Linked DNA regions of Drosophila melanogaster: regions 2 and 3 are each linked to region 1. The links are chromatin contacts, called in public Hi-C maps. All regions are on one chromosome and are shown on one strand. The core of a region is the stretch at or near the end of the contact, and the rest is flanking DNA. Distances in the headings are between cores, read along the strand shown. Region 1 holds the start of Caf1-180 (Chromatin assembly factor 1, p180 subunit). Region 2 holds the start of oc (ocelliless). Region 3 holds the start of Trf4-1 (Topoisomerase related function 4-1).

Evidence for each region. Hi-C and Micro-C count contacts between places; a contact is called where the count stands out from the background.
Region 2: a contact with region 1 is called in a Hi-C map of the Kc167 cell line, with 2.5 times the contacts expected there. The contact joins the promoter of oc here to the promoter of Caf1-180 in region 1. A contact is called at or near these places in 1 of 1 datasets of contacts at CTCF or cohesin (the Kc167 cell line), 16 of 107 Hi-C or Micro-C datasets (the Kc167 cell line, the OSC cell line, the S2 cell line and 6 more) and 2 of 6 datasets of contacts at active chromatin or transcription factors (both in the Kc167 cell line).
Region 3: a Hi-C map of the OSC cell line shows a contact between it and region 1, with 2.5 times the contacts expected there. The contact joins the promoter of Trf4-1 here to the promoter of Caf1-180 in region 1. A contact is called at or near these places in 17 of 107 Hi-C or Micro-C datasets (the D17-c3 cell line, the Kc167 cell line, the OSC cell line and 5 more) and 1 of 6 datasets of contacts at active chromatin or transcription factors (the Kc167 cell line).

What each region holds. Positions count from the first base shown.
Region 1 is chrX:8,604,996-8,608,164 of dm6, forward strand. It overlaps Caf1-180 (Chromatin assembly factor 1, p180 subunit), which reads right to left and starts at 1,309. Exons shown (of 3, transcript NM_132267.5): 1 at 1-1,309. The coding sequence starts at 1,193.
Region 2 is chrX:8,649,066-8,652,065 of dm6, forward strand. It overlaps oc (ocelliless), which reads right to left and starts at 1,616. Exons shown (of 4, transcript NM_078536.4): 1 at 1,029-1,616.
Region 3 is chrX:8,559,562-8,562,677 of dm6, forward strand. It overlaps Trf4-1 (Topoisomerase related function 4-1), which reads left to right and starts at 1,334. Exons shown (of 5, transcript NM_001272411.1): 1 at 1,334-1,698. CG12112 reads right to left here and starts at 631. Exons shown (of 4, transcript NM_132261.3): 1 at 360-631; 2 at 92-297; 3 at 1-18. The coding sequence starts at 462.

The sequences.
Region 1 (3,169 bases), core at 59-2,558:
TCTTCTGGTTCAGAAGTCTTTTTCTTGACTCCAATTTGTTGTTCTTTTTGATTATTTGCAGGTGAGTCTGCTTTCTCTTTCTTTGACTTTGTTGTGCTGTCTTCCTTCTCTTCTTTCTTACTCTTTTCAGCTGGTTTTGCTCCCTCCTTCTTGCCTTTTCCTCCGGTTTTGCTTGTTTCCTTCTTAGGGACTTCTTTTGGTTTGGAATCCTCTGCAATCAGTGGATCTTTCTTGTTGTCTTTAGCTGTGGTCTTGACCTCCGGTTTATCCTTCTTATTAGTTTCCATTTTCTTTCCCATAAAGAGATCTATTGTGGCCTGATCGTTCTTTTTATTTTGTTCTGCGGTCTTTGGCTCTTCCTTCTTCGACTCCTTGACCGCCTTCATGGACTCCTCCTGCTTCTTTGAGTCCTTTCCATTCTTCTGCATGACCTCCTCCGTGTGCTTGCCGCTTGTAGAGCTGTTTTCTGGGGATTTCTCACGCGGCGTTTGTACTTTTTGCCTCTTCTGGGGGTTCAGTTCTTCGGCGATAATCTCTATGTCATCGCTGGACTCGCTGTCCCCCTTGGCAACATCCGCGGTCGAAGTCTCCAGCGGTTCCTCAGATTTCTTCAGGGATTTTCTGCGCTTTGATCGTTTGTTGACCAATGGCAGCTTGATTTGTATGGGTGCCGGCGAGCCTTTCTTGCCCTCCGACTTCTTGGGCTTCAACTTGACCTCCTTGGAGGACTTGGCCTCTACCAACTGATCCTGGTCCTCTATCTCCTTGTCGGCCTCGTCCTCATCCAGTTCTATGACATCTTCCACTACCGAATCCGTGGTCTTGACCTTTTTAGTGGCTATGGAACTGGCCAGATCCAGATTCTCCTTGCTGGTCGAACGTCGCAGTTGCCCCGTAGAGCAGCCAGTGCCCTCCGATGGCGACTCATCGTCGTACGAAAGTTTTCGCTTGCGCGGAGCGGGATCGTCCTCATCCAGGATTACAGTGACGGGGCCAGAGCCGATAGTGGCGGGGGACGATGAGGAGGAGGAGGATGTGGGCACCGCCCCACCGCCTGGCGTTAATAACTTAAAGGGCAAACGCGTCTGCACGAACTTCTTGCCACCGCTGGCCGTCTTTTCCGCTGATTTGGCCGGCACAGCCGCATCTTTTTTCCTGCCGCTGAGCGGCGTCTTAACAACGCCAGCGTGCATTCTGCTGTACTCTCTGTCTGCCTGTTTCCTGTTTCCTGCGGCTCCTGTTTTCCCCCAGCAAATCTTCACTTGTTATTCGCTTAATAAAAAAGGCGGTGAAAACACACTAGCGATGGCAGTTGCGGTTGCGCTTTGCCGCCAATAGATCCGATCGCGCGCTCGATAGATCGATATAATGTGCATCAGTGTTGGCAAGCGATCGAGTGGTGGAAAACTATGATAAGAGTGATCCTGCATACGGCTAAAGTCTCCATAATCAAAGGATTAGTGGTAGTAGATTATTCCCGTGGATAATTTTACCCACTAATCCTTTGATTGTTTCAGTGGAGACTTTAGTCTTGGTAGAAGTCTTTAATATGGCAAAGTGAAGAGTCAAACTATGGCAAATTGGAGAATTAAACTATGGCAAATTGGAGAATTAAACTGTGATCGGAGGAGGTGGGGAACTTAGATAAGAAAGAGGAATATCCTTGTGTCCTTTTTATTGGCTTAGCTTAATTGTGGAGACTTTAAAACATAAATAGCGAAGTGGAGAAACTTAAAAATGTCTTTGTAAGATTTGTAAGATTTATTTCTTTTAATAGTTTATATTGTTTACAAGAATATCAAATTAGAGTCAATGCCGTTTTCTTAATGTTTTGTTATTAATTTCTTTTCCAGAACAGTGAGCAATAAAATTGAAATAGACATTGAAAACTACTCATGCAAGCGAAAGTACACAATGCTAATTGTTGTGCACCCTGGGCGAGCTTTTTGTGAATAATTAAATACAATTAAATACTGTCGTCTTCCCAAGTTTATTCCATTTCTGCAAGCTATCAGGTTGATTGGGTACGTAGTTATTGTTACCTTTTGATGCAGCTAACAAATATCGCCCCACTGTCGATAATTGTTTACTTAGTTTAATGTGGCATTTTTGCTAATCCCGGATAAGTGGAAAAATGCTTGCGGCCACAGTCATAGCCACTGTTGACCCCTTTCCACCTGGCGACCTGGTTGACATGGTGACCCAAACCGAGGGAGAATGAGAGATCCTGCCTCCGGCTGCAGCCTGCGTCGCAGCGGCCTGGAATACATTTCATTTAATTACAATTTGTTTCAATAGGCCAACACGTACACACAGCTCAAAGGGGGGGGGGGGGGGGAGAGAGGAGGAGGAGGTGATGGATTTGGGGGCGCCAACTACTCTGTGATTATACATACATATATACTGTGTGCATGCGCATAATTCTGATTGCAATTGCACTTCGATGCATTGGATTTATTATCCCATGAAGTACTCCTAGCTTGTAAACTCAAAAGAAAAGTAATGATTTGATTAATCTGGTGTGAGATAATAATCAGATAGAATTGATACATATTTAAGTGATTTGTGGGTACTAACTATTAGTATTATTTTTTTTTTAAACAAAACACTTGCAACGGCCCTAAAGTGCAAATCTTGATGACTAATACTGACATGTGCAATCCAATTCACATGAGATACAAATTGCGGTCGCCGCTTGTGGCTTCTTTGGAAAAATTAAATATATATGTATGTACATATATACAACAAAATCAGAGGGGTGGGGGAGGGTTCAGATGTAGTGGGTTGGACATGTGGCATATTATACGCATTGGCCGGGATTTGCCATCGCCACATATCGACTCCTTTAATAATGATAATAATAATAATGCCGCATCGATTCCGCTGGGACTTTTGGCCCACGACCGATGGCCCCGGAAGAGACGGGGCGTAAAATGGGAATTCGGTCATGCGTGTGAACGGGTGCGGTATACCGAGTACCCAGTACCCGGTACCCGGTAACCAGTATCCTGTAGCGTCCTTGCCTTCCCCTGGTAATAGAAAATCTATTAGCGGCCCCCTCCGCCGCCTCACCCACCATTCGGGCGGGTGGTGGTGGTGGTGAATGGCGTGGTGAAATGGCAGGGGATGTCGCGGGGCGTGGCCATCAGGCATCAGTCGTCCCATTTTC
Region 2 (3,000 bases), core at 366-2,865, 44 kb after region 1:
ACGATCCGATCGCTAACATCGGGAAGTGGGAATGTGGTGATGTGGGGATGTTGGGAATATGTGTGAATAATGTGACCCGAACGGGTCCGTCGGCTGTCTTCTATTGTATCTAGTATTGATTTTCTTGGGGTTTCTTCGCCGTTGGCCCTATCATTTTGTTAGCCTTTTTTCTATATCACATTTCTCGTATCGATTTGGTCGGCTCTTGCTGGCTTCTTTTTGTTTTGCCTAATTAGGGGAGGCGGCCTTAATATGCCCATTAAAATTATGAAAATCATAACGAATCTCCGAAACGCGCATTTTCTCACATTACGATCAGCACATTAGTCATAGGCGGAAATTTCCTGACCGAAACCAGATTTTTAAAAAAAAGGCTCCATCATATCACGAAGAGCTGAAGGAACTGAAACAAAGTTTCGGGCATGGAATAGGTAACTCTATTGTTGGACTTGGGAGTCCCCGAAATCAATGAATAGTATTCCAATTAAAGACTTCTAAGATCCATTGAATCTGAAGCTAAATAAAGACTAGTATATGTGGCAAAATAATATCGGTTGATTATAGCATTTGGAAGAACATTTTAACCTTGTAAATATATGTAGAAGTGTAAGTGAAAAACAAAAGATCTGTCAAGTTCGGCTAATCGAAAATAGTGAACCAAACATATTATAACATATCTCTAAAGTCTGAGCTTTATAATGAAGAATGAAGATTGGCTCAAGAATAAAGTTGAAGCGATAACGAAAAAGAAAATAATTAAGCTTTACAGCGTGTTAGATCTTTCAATATTATTCCAAGTTTAAAGAGTGTATTTCAAATATGTCATAGATAATGTAAGACTTGTGACCTAATATCTCTGCTAAATAAACAAGTTGATAAGAGTAATCCCTAAGATAGATTCCCGCTCCCCCAAAAACTACTTAGGTCTACAGATTCCCCATGTAATCCGTGCTTATCTCTCGGCTCCACATTCCTTGCTGGATATATAGATTGCTACCGATTTCTCGATATCGGCGGATCGCACTCACCGAAAAAAAAACACAAACAAAACTAGAAGCAAAACGGTGCTGTATTCCAATGGTGACTTGTTTTCGGATCCAACTACTATATGGTTATGGCATGAGTATATTTTACACATGCATATATATAAAGATATATATGTATATTTATATATATATAAATATTGTATTCCAGAGATGTATGTTTTTTGGGCGATGTTTATGGTTTAGCACTGGCAACACGGTAAAAAAACAGATTCTCGTCACTTGGCACTGCGTTATATCCAAAAGGATATATCTCTCTGTATTACTTAGTATTCTCCTCTGGGGCTCTTTGTTTCTCTATAGCTGTGTTAGCTATAGCTTCTCGTGTTGATATTTGTTTATTTGTGTTTGATTGGTTTAGTTTGCTTCGATTTGATTTGATTCGGTTTGGCGACGGCGAATTGATTGTTGTTATTGGCTTGCGCTGGTGCTTGCTTGCTTATCGGCGAACGCGGCGAGTGGCGAGAGCGATCGAACGAGCGGCGAACGGGGCGAATGAGCAACTGAGCAACTGGGCGACGGACGACGCACAAAAACAACCCGAGCGGCACGAAAGTTACTCTGGAAATGAATTGCGGTACACCTTCCACGGACGATGGCAGCGGCGGCAGCAGCGCAGCGAGCAGCGGGCAGAGCAAAAGTCGTTCGACCAGAGTCTGCGAAAAAAGAAAAACAACAAGAAAAAATGTTGGAAGAAGAAGCAGGAAAAAAACAACAAACAAACACCAGCGGTGGTGGAAACGAGAGGGAGAGCGAGTGAGTGCCTGCTTTTAGCAATGGCTGCCCGGCTCTCTACCGCGCGCCAGAGTGAGATAGCCGTAGTTTCGCTCCGTTCCAGTCGTTCAGTATTTCGCTCTCTCTCTCTCTCTCACTCTCTTGCGGCATCTCTCTCGCACGCCGCTTACAACCTGACTGAGTGGGAGCGAGACAACTGCTGGTGGTACCGTTTGCTGAGCAGCTGTATTTACCGCTGTGTTGTTGCTGCTGCGCGTGTGTGTGCGCGCGTGTATGAGCGTGTGTGTACGTTGCTGGTGTGCGTTTGAGTGTGGGACCACACCCCAAAAAAATTCAGTTCAACAACTTTGTTGTTGCCACAAGAGCAAAAAACGAGGAGCAAAAAATACATAGTCATAAAAGGAGGAAAAAAAAGCAACAACGTACCTTCGTATTTTTGCGCGGCAGCAATGAAATTTTAATGAAAACGACAAGACAGCGAAAACAACGCAAAAATTTGTTAGCTAACAGCGAAAGATAAGGAAACGGGGGTAGGTGGCGACGGGCGTTTAAAGGACGCTGGTCAGTACCGCTACTTTTGCTACTGCTGCTGCTACTGCTGCTACTGCTTCTTCTTTAGCTTCCTCCTCTTCTACTTCTGCGTCGCAAATTGCCATGCACACACAACACCAGCGGCGAAAGCGCGACAGGGATGGGGAGAGCCAGCCACTCACACTTGGCACGCCCCCTCTCTTTCGCCCCAATGGGCGGCCCCCATTGTTCAATTATCATTTACGCAAAGTGAGGCGAAAAGAATCGAAACTTAAGGTGGATTTGGGTTTAAAGTCTAGTTTGCTATTCGTGGGCTAAGAATTGCTCAAAAGAGGTCTTTAATAAATGATTTCAATAGATATAGCTATTATAATTATGATTTAGTTTTGCAAAGCGGTTTTGTTAGTTTTAATTTTCAACTAGCTTATAATTATTAATTAGCTTATTTATAAATTCTCTACCATGGCAGTCTAACTGTAAATGATATTTTCGAGCAACCAACACTTTTTGTGCCCAAACATTTTTTTCTGTTATATTTTTGCCTTGTAGCTGACGCAGGAATAAAAATTCGCAGAGTTGGGTGGTTTGGGGGAGCAGCGGAAAAAACCTTATCAAATTTTTATGACAATTTGAAATAGCTGACGACAGTTGTTTGGCCATCTCACTCGCACTAACGGCCCGCAGGTTTGGG
Region 3 (3,116 bases), core at 84-2,583, 45 kb before region 1:
TTTCCGCATGGAATTCGTCTGATCAGGGATCATATAAGTACAACTATATAATATTCTATTGATGGAAAAGCATGAGGAAGGAGAAACTTACATAGATCCCCCTGGAGTCCTGGCTTATCTTGTGATTCACTTCGACCAGATCCTCCTCATACATAATTGGAAAATCATCGTCCGGATTTCCCTTCGCCTTCGGCTTGGTCGTTTTCATCGACTGCTTAACGAATTCCGTAAGTGTCTTAACCGCCCTCGTCAAGTTTTCGATTTCTGCGCGCTGCGACAGGACTTGGGAATTGAGTTCTAAGTGGGTTAGGTAATGTAATATGATCCGGTGTTATAAGATATGTATGTCACAAACATACCATCTATCTTTGTTAGCAGCATGGCATTGGCTGCGATATGACTATTCTCGGTGGCGAGGCAAAGTCTCTTGATTTCAGGCATTGCTTCGTTAATTTTTAGCATTAAAGTGAATACATATGTATATTTAGTTTATGAATTGAGGAAAGTCCCTAATGGAAGCGATTCGCTTCGCTACACAGTTAAGCTCCAAATGGAATTCCTCGCTGTTTCATCATTGCCTTCGCTAGGCGACGAATGGGAAAGTAAGGGCACGGGCAAAAACTCCCTCTTGCTCATCACATATGAGTAACTGGTGAATCAGTGATGACGACGTCTGATTAGCGGCGGAACTGTACAGTAGTACAGAGAACATGGTGAAAGCCAGAATATCGCATGACAACCAATCGCATAAGCCACAGGATAAATAATACTAATTGTTTATAATAATCACAATGTTTTTAACGAATTTAGTTGGTGATGCGTCCTGTCAGTTGAGTAGGTGGGAATAGCATGGACTTTCCCCAAATAACAAATGCTAAGTTGGGTTTTTTTAAAATTGATTTAATACATTTTTTTTATGTTACAGTTAAATTTGAAACTATATTTAACAAGCAATTTGGATGTCATCGATATTTTGTAATAGGACCATTCACTTAGCGGAGTCATCAACCTTGGCGAATCTAGCGAGCACATCCACCTCTCGCTTATCAGGTCTATCGATAACATCGCTCATCAATCGATTCGTGAACCAGCTCTATCGCGAAACGGTCGCGTGTTCGCACGCAAATTGCAATATAAATCCACAGAAATTGACAGGGAACGTTGCTAAAGGGCGAAAAACAATCGTGCCGCGATTGAGGCCTGCGATCTGCACAGGAAATGCACAATTGCGAAGCGCAATTTGATAAATTCGGTAATGTTCGATTCTCGAAAGAACCAGTCGTGTGCGTCTGTATGTGCTTCAAATGTCACTCTGTGTGCGGGTGTGTGGGGAGTGCATAAAAGGCATAGAGGCAGCAAGGAGTGAAAGAGAGAGCTCCATCGGCAGCGCAACGAAAGTGAGCGAGAAGCAGAAATTGTTAGTGCTTATAAGGATATGTGAGAAGGGAGAGTGAGACAGTAAGAAAGAACGGAAGAAGCAGCAGCGACGCCGACCGACAACAACTGTAATTTTCCATTAATTTTTGGGCGGGTTTTGTGCTGCACAATAATACAACTGGCATAATATAACTTGGCTTATTTTTTATAACCAACATGTGTATTTTGTTCACGTTTTGCTGCGTGTGTAGGTGTGAGTATATGTATGTGTGATAAACTTGAAATACAACGCAATCGCAACGAGAACCAAAACTTGTCAAGGTAAAACGGCTAAAAAAAAAGAAGAAACGAATTGTGTGTGAAAAATTCCAACTGAATTACGCGAGAAATCATGTGAAGAGCAGTTCGATACGCATGTGTGTGCGTGTGATAGAATACGAGGATGAGAGCGGGCGTGCGTTTGGAGTAGTCTGCTTAATTGATTTTCGCTTAATTACTGCAGCGGTTGCATAAATTAAATGTTTACATTTGCCCCGGACAGTGCTGTAAAGAGAGAGAGCCCTTCGAAGCCAGGTGGCAACACCGAGGCCCGTCTATCGATATCCACTGCAATTAATTACTCCGACTAATTTCAGCCTCTGTATGTTTTTTGCCGGTTAAAACAATAAATCGCTCTCTCTTTCTGCCTTTCTTCAATATCACTTCGCCCCGCTCTCTCACTTGCTCTCCTTGGGTCGTTAGCCAACACTGGCGAACATTAAGAAAGTGTTAATTTGCCTAAAATGTACAAGTACATGTGCGCGATGGCCTGCTGTAAATGTGTGTGGGTGTACGGGAGTTTTCCTCTGTCAAATGCAACTAAGTTTTTTTTTACCGAAAATTCAGCCAGCAAATGAAAATCGTATCGGGTAAAATATGCATTAGGTGTAGGTGTGTGCGCATTTAGCGGTTTCTCTGCCCATCTTTCTTCTCCCTTTTTTCTTATTGTATTATATTTTTTTTGCATAATCGAAGCCGCCTTTCGGTACATGTGCATGTGTGCTGTCCCGCTCCCACTCCCACCCCCATACTACGGCCACCTGTACGCCCTTGCACACTCACACACAAACGCACACACCCAACAGAGTCACACGCACGCTGCACAAAACTAGAGTAGCTATCAGTGTATTGGTGCGAGATATAATATCACTTGGGAAGTCATTTATTTGCGGGTCTCGGAGTCTCGTGAGCTGTTTTTCCTTCTGTTTTTTTTTTTCGAATTGCTTGTTGTTTTTATTGCATTTTGATTTGCTTTTCGTATGTGAAAAACCTTTTTGTTGTGGCCCATTTTTGTTTTTTTTTTTTCTAGCGCGTGTGTGTATGTGTGATTTTTCGCGCTCTGAAAAACAATTTTCGACTGGCGCCTTTAAACGCTTCAGCTGCAATTGGTTTGCAAAAAGGAGTGAATAAGAGCGCTCGCTTGAAAGTGGTGGGAGGGAGGGGATGTGTGAGAGAGCGGGGCATTTCTATTTGTAGAAAAAGAGCGCATAATTTGTAATAGTTTGCCATTTACGCTTTCCATTTTGTGTAAAATGCATGCAAACCCCTTTTAAAGAGCAAAAATAACAAGAGCAGCACCAACAACTACTGTTACTATTGTTTCCTTTCCTTCAATCTCAACCCCATTCCTTTGTTTATTTATCTCCCCGAGTTAACCTAAAACCTGTACATCAATAACAGTATTTTGATATCAGTATTTA